2 separate regions of the Rattus norvegicus genome follow, and region 1 is linked to region 2. Evidence: chromatin contacts called from public Hi-C data. All regions are on one chromosome and are shown on one strand. The core of a region is the stretch at or near the end of the contact, and the rest is flanking DNA. Distances in the headings are between cores, read along the strand shown. Region 1 overlaps Rassf5 (Ras association domain family member 5). Region 2 overlaps Rassf5 (Ras association domain family member 5).

What was found. A called contact is a pair of places that touch in the nucleus more often than the background predicts.
Region 1: a contact with region 2 is called in a Hi-C map of liver, with 2.9 times the contacts expected there. The contact joins two enhancer-like sites. A contact is called at or near these places in 5 of 12 Hi-C or Micro-C datasets (Schwann cells, hepatocytes, liver and 1 more).

Annotation. Positions count from the first base shown.
Region 1 is chr13:45,236,765-45,241,266 of GRCr8, forward strand. All of the region lies in intron 1 of Rassf5 (Ras association domain family member 5), which reads right to left. Among named protein-coding and RNA genes, the nearest start is that of Rassf5, 16 kb to the right of the region's middle. Within about 2 kb of position 1,552, at least 2 of the 93 cell types and tissues checked have an H3K27ac peak or open chromatin away from gene starts, as enhancers often do. A contact at or near this core is called in liver, where this site is marked.
Region 2 is chr13:45,194,047-45,199,052 of GRCr8, forward strand. Rassf5 (Ras association domain family member 5) reads right to left here. Exons shown (of 6, transcript NM_019365.4): 3 at 967-1,077; 4 at 1-149. Among named protein-coding and RNA genes, the nearest start is that of Eif2d, 28 kb to the left of the region's middle. Within about 2 kb of position 3,350, at least 26 of the 93 cell types and tissues checked have an H3K27ac peak or open chromatin away from gene starts, as enhancers often do. A contact at or near this core is called in liver, where this site is marked.

The DNA of each region.
Region 1 (4,502 bases), core at 302-2,801, 41 kb after region 2:
GTACACTAGCCCTCCCCTTCCTCAGTGGTACACTAGCCCTCCCCCTTCTAACCCTCCCCTTCCTCAGTGGTACACTAGCCCTCCCCTTCTAACCCTCCCCTTCCTCAGTGGTACGCTAGCCCTCCCCTTCTAACCCTCCCCTTCCTCAGTGGTACAGGAACCCTCCCCTTCATCAGTGGTACACTAGCCCTCCCCTTCCTCAGTGGTACACTAACTGTCCCCTTCCTCAGTGGTACACGAACCCTCCCACTCGTCAGTGGTACACATCTGCCTGTGGCTGGTCCAGAAGAGTGAGGCAGATGGATGGACGACTAGATCTTATGGGCAAGTAGGTTTCATATGAGTAAGATGGTGGGCACGCTACAGCAACCAGGCCTGGACATCTGCAACCATAACCCAAATCAACACAGCCTATACAGTTTGCACACTCCTGGTTAAACCCCTCATGAGCCCAGTGTACTGGCTGGTCTTGTGTGTCAACTTCTCCCAAGCTGAAGTTATCACAGAGAAAGGAGCCTCCATTGAGGAAATGCCTCCATGAGACCCAGCTGTAAGGCATTTTCTCAACTAGTGATCAAGGGGGTGATCAAGCCCATTGTGGGTGGTGCCATCTCTAGGCTGGTGGTCTTGGGTTCTGTAAGAGAGCAGGCTGAGCAAGCCAGGGGAAGCAAGCCAGTAAGTAACATCTCTCCATGGCCTCTGCATCAGCTCCTGCCTCCTGCCCTGTGCGAGTTCCAGTCCTGACTTCCTTTGGTTGATGAACAGCAGTGTGGAAGTGTAAGCTGAGTAAACCCTTTCCTCCCCAACTTGCTTCTTGGTCATGATGTTTGTGCGGGAATAGAAGCCCTGACTAAGACACCCAGCAACAGGAGGATGGAAACCTCTTACTCCCAGGGTCAGACAGCCAGTTTGGGACACCTACATCTCAACCTTTCTAGAAAGGAGCTTGAGGCCCCAAGTCTTCCATGAACTGTACCTCCTTGTTTCAGAAGAAAGGCAGACCACCCCCAACAAGCCCACTACATACCTCCAACATGGAAGAGACAGAAGACAGAGACAGAGACAGACAGGCAGACAGACAGACAGACATGCTCACACTTCTCATGGGCAGACAAGGTGGCAGCTGGCTGAGGAGCTGTGCTATCTCTGAAAGAGAGAGGCTGTACCTGAACAAGCCCGAGTTTGACTCATCTGTTCAGTTGCTATGTAAAAGAGAGATGGTGGCTTTGTGAAGGATCCTACAGGTCAAGCTTCAGAAGAGAAAGTCCTGGGGGAGTAGGGTGGTGTTGGGGAGCCTGTGAGGACAGAGGCATAAGGAAGTGATCCAAAGCTAATCCCAAGACTATGGTCATCATTAACTCCCAATGACCCCCTTTTGCTAGGGTAAGACTGGGTGAAGTTGACATGCAGACTCTTTCTGAAGGAACCTCTCTGCTCGGGTTGTTGCTTGGTGGATATTACAACAGATATCTGGGCCAGCTGTGGTGGTGTAAGCCTGTAATCCCAACACTTGGCAGGAGGGTGATGAGTGGAGGCCAGCCCTGGGCTACGTGGCAGATCCAGCCAGCTTCGGCTACATAGGAAGATCCTGTCTCACCAAACAGATTATCAGTGTTTCTCTACGTTTGACATCTCGTTACCAGCTCCCCATGACGGGCTTCTTGTCACAGTCCCAGGCATGCTGCCTAGGTCTCCTGTACCTTTGTCCCAGATACACCCAACTGACCTGGCAGAAGCAGGCTTCTGGGAAGGCCTGCAGAGGCATGGTCTTGCCCCATGCGGGGTGTGTGTGTGTGTGTGTGTGTGTGTGTGTGTGTGTGTGTGCGTGCGTGCGCGTGAGTGTGTGCGTGCGTGCGTGTGTGTGTGTGTGTGTGTGTGTGTGTGTGTGTGTGTGTACTTGATTATAAGTGAATTTCAGGACTCAGGCTTCTATTACAGACAGCACTAATCGATACCAGAGTGCTAGGACTATCCTTCTCATCCCGGATTTCTTTCTGTATCTTTTAGATGCTTCCAACACTCATACCATTGACGCAGATTTACCCATAATGCTCGTAAGTTGTCTAAAATTAGCGCCAGTTTTAGCTCAGGGGTAGAGTGCCTGGACTCATTTCACAGAGTGGAGCAGGTAAATCAATGCATAATGGAGTCGGTCCTCTTACAGTCGCTAAACCATTTCCAATTTTACTTAATCTCTTGACTGTACGTAGGCAGTGTATTTATAGTTTTCCCATACGATGTCTCCTAATGGTAGGCAATGTTGCCTAATGGTACAGCGTGTACCTTAAAGAGACATGCCCCTAGTCAATGACTTCTTTATGTGGTGGCACTGTGGCCTCCTGAAATACACGTTGCTGACAGTGGTGATTAGTCGTGGTGATGGAGGGTACGCAGGTAAGGGATGTGCAGGCCCTGGTGTATAATAGTTCTGGGAAGAAAGAGTTGATATTCGAGTCAGGGAGTGTCATGGTAAGGAAGACAGGTGAACCTTATTTTTCATGAGCTTATGAAGGTAGAAAGTGGTCATCAGAACACCCCACCAGAAGGTCCAGGCTGTGCCTCAGGTGTGGTCATGCAGAGGAAAGTGCAACGACACAGAACAAGTTTTGAACAAAGCCGTGCCAGTGTGCACCCATCAGGACAGATGTCCCTGATTCTGTGTCATGGGAAGAAGTGTATGAAAAGGTTGCATAGCCAGAGAACAAAGGAAAGAGTTCAATGCAGACACGCCCTGCTTGGATGGTCACGCAGGAAGGAGAGATCCAGTTACCAGAGAAAGTATGTTTGAACTACAGTAGACAAGTTTAAAGAGCTGAGCAAGAAGCAGCCAGCGTGTGGTCTCGGAACCCAGCTTTAGTGGTTCTCAGCCTGTGGGTTGCGACCCCTTTGGGGGTCAGATGAGCCTTTCACAGGGGTCACACATGAGATATCCTGCACATCAGATATTTACGTTACAATCAATAGCAGTAGCAAAACTATAGTTATGAAGTAGCAATGCAATAATTTTATGATTGTGGTCACCAGAACATGGAAAACTATATCAAAGGGTCAGGGCATTAGGAAGGTTGAGAACCACTGTGCCGGTGCTCCCTCAGCCCTGCCCCCTCCCAGCGCTTCTCCCGATGTAGCAAGTGTCACTTTACTCTAGGTATAAATAAGACAAAACAGCAGAGGCCCTCCCTAGCTCTGAATCTCCACCACCATCCCTGGGGACCCCCCCGAGAAGACAGAGGGGCTCCCTGGGGAGCTGATAGAGAAGGACACGGGCTCAGGAGTGAGGGGCATGGGTGCAAGAGAAAGGTACGGGTCACTTTGTTCTACTTTGCATCTGAAGCAGACACCACTGCTGAGAGGGAGCAGAGGGTAGCCTAGCTCTCTGGTAACCTGGAGTGGGTCAGTGACCCACTGACCTCAGCCAAACAGGTCTGATTTAAAAGGAATCTCATCTGCTACATGCAGACTGTGGGACACCAAAAGAAACTGGTCTGGATGTGCAGGTTGGAGTATAACAGAGACACAAGTGCACAGGTATGCCTGGCTGGAGAGTCGGAGAGTTAGTTACTCATGGCCAGGAGTTACTCATACTCAGGGCCAGTCTTTTATGGGACAACCAAGCCACTATATCCAACTGGTTTTTCCATGCCTGCTTTTAGGTCACTTAGAGACATCCAAAGGGCAGCTTGCCAGAGGGTATGGCACACTTCTTCAGTGAAAAGGAAAGTAAATAGATGACATCTGTGGCCAGCCTCTCTGCAGGAGACAAAAGGTCCCTTGCAGCCAGGTCCCCGTAGCTAGGACCACAGAGGTTTCTGTAGAGACAGGTCTGCTCCTCTCTCATCCGTGAACCCCCCAGGACCCCTGCCCCCACAGTCCAGTCAAAGGATGTTACATGCTGGCACACTTGCTTGGCTCTGGACGTTGCCTTAGCTCCTCTGCCTGTCAATTGTCTGACGTGGTAGCTCGCTGAGAGGGATTTTTCTAGAGAAGATGCTTTAAGAGCTTTGTGTCCCTCTTCCATTTCTGCCCAGGCAACCTTCGAATACTATGCCTTCCCACGAGAGGCAGATGTCCACTCTGGCCTGTGTGCAAAGAAAGAGCAGGCAGCCATGTTGGAAGCTTGTCCACAGTGTCTGTCTGAGAACTTTAATGACAGAAGTGCCCAAGGAGAAGCCTCACTTGGAAAAAACCAGAGCACAGGGAAGTCACTTTGCTCAGGAAAGACCCGGCAGCCAGGAAGTGGCTTTACCACTATGTGTGAGTCCCTTGTCCGCATCTGTTTTCTTTAATGCCGCACCCCAGCTGCCCATGGGGTCCTTCGAGGAAGGCAGAGACAGAATCCCATGGTTCCCAGCTCTCTAGCCACCTTCTCCCCTTCTCTGGCAACAGGCAGGTTGAAACGCTAACCAAGTGAAGCCAGCACATGTGATGAGGTGTAGCATTGGCCTTGACGTTCACGCTGCCCTGATAGGCCTGAATGACTTTTATTCAGTCAATAATTCACT
Region 2 (5,006 bases), core at 2,100-4,599:
AAGGATGTCCGCTTGTCTGTGGTAGCTGCAGGGTTCACTTCCTTAATGGCATCATAGATGGACTGGGGCCGAATCCCAGCAGGCACCGTCACTGGCCGGCGGAGTTTCAAATGCACTTTGATGAAACCTGTGTAGGTGCCATCTTCACTCTGCAAGGGGGAGGTACATCTTGCCTGATTCTGTCTGGCACTCTGGGTTGTGAACTACAGGAGACCTGACAGGCCACTTCAGCCAGCCTACCCGAGTTCCTTCCTGAGTCTCCTCTCTAGAGGAACTGGAGATAACCCACTCTTCTCATGGGCCAGGAGGTCTGGAGCCCAGTTACCAGAGAGGATTGGTGGGTTCGGGCTTCCCTCACAGGAAGTTTAGCCCAGCCACCCCGACCGTCTGCTAGATAGGTGCCAGTGGTCTTTGTTGGGTCTCACTCTAAAGGCAGAGTCTGTAGGCTCCTCTCTACCTCTCAACTTGGGAGATCCAGCCCAACTCTGGCCTGACTGGCATCTGCATTTTCTCAGGCTCTTGGGTAACTTGGAAGCACCGGAGAGCCAGTTGTTCTCAGTCACCAGCAGGGGGCAGGGCTCTCCTGGTGTCAGCCCTTAAAAACAACTCTGAATCTGTCAAGGTCAGGGGCACCATCTGAGCACTGTAAGCTTGACAGCCTGGGTCAAGGGCTTCCTGGGGCTCGAGCCCCCAGCCCCTCCATCAATGTCATTTAATTCCCCTAAGATCTCTTAGGCAGGGGCATGGAGATCTCTATTCTACACTGCAGTAAGGAGAGGCTAAACTTTCCCAAAGTAGCCAGAGAGTGACTGGGACAGAGGTTGTATCTGGAGCCTATGCTATTTCTCTGGGTCCCTGAGGCCACAGAAAGCTGGGCCTGAGCATAGAGTGAGCTGTAAAGGAGTCGCTGTTCCTGTGGAGAAGGGGCAGAAAGGATGCTGGGTAAGGATGACAAGCTCTACTTACCAACTTCATGCCCAGGCAGTGCTTCTCCCGGCTGTTATAGCTGTCAATCTTCTGCTTGATCTCCTGTATGGTGGGCGGGTGCTGTGTCTCCTCCACAGCCTTACAGACATTCTGAAACAGACAAGTGGCCATGAGTTCAGTGGTTCTCAGGATACAAAGGGCAGTGAGCACACCTCCCAAATGCTGCCTCTCTGGCTGAGAAATAAGTACCAGCATGAGCAGCAAAAGGCCAGTCACTCAAATCTCTCTCAGTCTCAGCTTCCTCACCTATGACATGGAAATAATACCTATCCCAGACTGGCTGAGAGACCAGTGCCACACCTGGGCACTGGCCATGAACGTGGTGAGTGGGTAGAACTCGTGATCGTGGTTTGGAATGGAAAAGGTGCTTACAGATAGCTATGAAGCCATGGTCTGCCCATCTCCAAGAAGTGCTGATAACACTGCAAAGGTGTGAGCACGTGCTGAAAGCTGATAGCAGCAGACAAGGGCATCTGCCTGCCAGTCAGCTCATGTCACTGGCCATGAAGGAACTGTTAGGGACAGGGGGCTAGTACCCCCTATTCTTGCGAGGTCAGCATTTGCTGGGGACCTCATCTATATATGAAGGACTAAGCTGTCTCTCCACATCTCACAGACCTCAACTTCCTGATTCCCAATGACACGTTACCCCCATTTTCCAGGGAGAACACTGGGACTTGGAGGCATTTACCAACTTGCCCAGGACCCTCATCCGCATGTGCAGAGCAAACCAGAAATCCCACATCTGTCCGGCTGCGTTCTCTCTGCATCACCGAGATTCGTTCTTACAGAGTTCCCTGCTTTACTCTGTGACCCCCCCCCCCCCAGGAAAATGGAAGGATGAACTTAATGTGGATGTCAGTATTCCTTGCAGTATGGGTTCTGAGATCCACACAGGTCTTTTTCACAGTCAGTTCTCTGGAGTTCTCTCATGTTCAGGGCCACTTCCCAGTTTGGTTTTCATGCTCCCCTGAGTGGCGTGGCGTATAGGAGCTGGTCAGTGAAAATTCTCCCAGAATTACCCCGACCTTAGAAATCCAGCAGACTTGGGCAGTCAGGAATCCTCTCTGGTACATAAGGCAGCAGGTGCCCAGAGAGGGATGACCTGACGCCATCTGACACCTGCTTGTGGGTTTGGTTGGGGGAATTTTACAACAGTTCCCCACATCACACTGGCATCACCACTGACTGAAGCACAGTGGGGCGCTCACCAACAGAACTCGCCCCTGACCTTTCCTTCCCTCCAGCCTGCCCATTTGCAGGACTTCAGCACGCGCACAGCGGGCCAGCATTTCCTCCCCCAACTCTCCAATCCTACAGGTCACAGAAACTGTAGACCACGTGATTGCCAAGAGCAGTGGGCATTGCTGGGTCTGCATGGTTCCCCTTCCCAGCCCTCCACAGAGACGAGCTAGCATCCTCTTTCAGTAGAGGCTCTGGCCATGGTCTGCTCCTGTGCTCTCTTCACCCACAACTCCTGATGGTAACCATGTTGGCGCTTCAGATGCCTTCTCTGACATACTACCTGTCATGAACACAACAGATAAATGCCAGTATCCCACTGCCAGTGAGTAGCCAAGTTGGAGTAAGAATGAAGTCTATCTAAGCACGGAGCCCAGTTCTCAGTGGACCATATGGTCACCCTAGGGCAGCCCCTTCTGATGTAGGGATCAGCGCCCTACCACACCAGCAATGGTCACTGAATTTTCACACCGCAGGCGTGGGATGAACTGCTGGTAAGACAAGAATGCCTGTGGGGCATTCGTCTACGAAGCCTGGTCAGTGTGTACAGCTCTAGGCATCCTGGTGGGCCTTGCATTATCTATGAAGCTGGCAAGGAGAACTCCTAACATCCGGAGCGAGGGCAGCTGGCAGGCTGTAGGGGCCTACCAGGATGCCCTCTTCCTTGGTTGCTTGAGGTGTGTAAGCCACGTGAGCATCACAGGCTGTCTTTGTTTACGGTTGACCCATTAATCTGGGGACTTTCAGATGGGTCCCTGTCATTCGTCTTCACTTCTGGGACTCCATTTCCAGTCTCCACAAGCTGGGTACATCTCTGTGGACCAGATGTGCCTGGCTGTGGCCCTGCCTTGCTCTCTGGCCATTTCAAGTCAAAATGGGTAGCAGGGTGGCTGCTGTTTTATCCGCCGTTCTGCCCATCTCTAAGGCAGACTGACTCTCATTCCTGGGACATTCTCATATTAAGTGATGGAAAACTCTAGAAGTCCCTGGAAGATCGCTGTTTTCAGTTAACCTCCAGCTATTTCCTTGTTGAAAAAGTAGCTATGCTGTGGCTGCCGGAGGCCCGTTTCCACGCCTACTCTGGACCACAGTGAGTCACAGCTGCCTTGGCTTTAGGTTTCTTCTTCTTCCTGTTCCACTTTTTACTCATTACATCAACCAACCTATTCTGTTCCCTTCCCACAAGCCTGGAAATGACGCAGGCAGCCACGGGCACTCCAGACAGGCAGAGGATGGCATCCCTGGCCCGAGCATCGGAAGGTCTGGTCTTCCAGGAGGGAGGGTGAGCACCACCTTCCTAGGAGTGTCAGCAGCCTGTGTGTGGCCAGCACTGAGAGCCTTGCTCCCACAGAATGTCAGCGCCATGTCGGCACCCAGTTCAGTCTGGCAGCTGCCCACACAGAACCTGCCAGGCAAGGTCTACCCTACAGATGGAATGAATCACTTTCCAAAGTAGGGCCAACCAGTGATCCCCGTCCACGAGCTCAAAAATCCACCGGCAGGGAAACACCGTAGAACCTAGACTAAGGACTCTTAAACTTCCAAGCACATTGGCGTCATCTGGGGATTTTCTAGAAATGTGGTTTCCTGAACTTTCTCCTTAGAGAGTGCCAACTTCATTGATCTGGGTGCAGCTTGGGAACAAGAGTTTTTGAAATCTATCAGATGATTTCAACATGCTTCAGAGTTTAGAAACTGTGAGGAAACCCTCACGACAATTCCATCCGGCTACAGGACTACTATTTTGGAGCCAACAGATAAAAGCTGTCCCCATATTTTACCTAAAAGGCAGTATCCACCGTGTGGACAAGTCAATGACTCAGTAATCTTCCCAAGGACAAGGCAGACTCTGGTTTCTGTTCATCCGACACAGTCTCAGGCCCTCACAGTGAAGGATTTATCTCTGGTGATGAGCACAAAGTCAGAAGCCAGGAAGACAGCACTTGTGTCTTGGGGAGCCCCAGTGTCCAGACAGAATGGGGAACTCTTATGATTTAGTAAACTTGCCAGGTGTCTCCCCGAGAGTTTACCCATCTCGGGACGTGCAGCATGGAAGTGATTCTCTCTGATTAAATCCCTGGCAGGGGCTGTTTTCGTGTCTGGTCCATCCTTGGCTCAGTAGCTGAAAAGCTCCTTGGTCTCATGTCCTGAGCCACAAAGGCAGTGACCACTGTAAGCCCTTGAAGTTCTGGCAGTAAGGAAGTTATAATGTGGAGGCATGACAACCATGTGACGTTGTGTGCTAGTCCTAGGAGCACAGATGCTCTCCCCAGAACAATTCCCGAATATCTATTAAAATTCCCCTAACGGGCTGGGAGCGGTGGAAAGCACCTATGACCCCAGCACTTAGGAGGCAGAGGAGGAGAGTCACTGCAAACTCAAGGCCAGCCTGGTCTACATAATGAGCTATCAAGACTCTTCATCTCAAAAAACCAATTTAAGTAAAAATACCTTTAAGAGCCCCTGCACAAAACAGATTTATGCTATGCCAGATTTTGTTGTATTTTATCTTCAAGGCTACACTGGCTAGTTCTGCATTTCAGTCAGTGACAAACAGAAGTCTTCATTTTGGTTATTCTACTCGAAGGAGTGAGGCCTGTAGCTTCTAATCCCCAAATGGGTCCTGGGCAGACCAAGAAATGTCCAGCAAAATTCACAGAGCGGCAAGTAGGCGGAGGCAGAGAGAGTGCGTCCGCCCTCCCTGCTTGCTTTGCCTTGGTCTACATCACACAGACCTCTCTTTTGCTAAAAAAAAAAAAAATGTCACTCTCCCACTT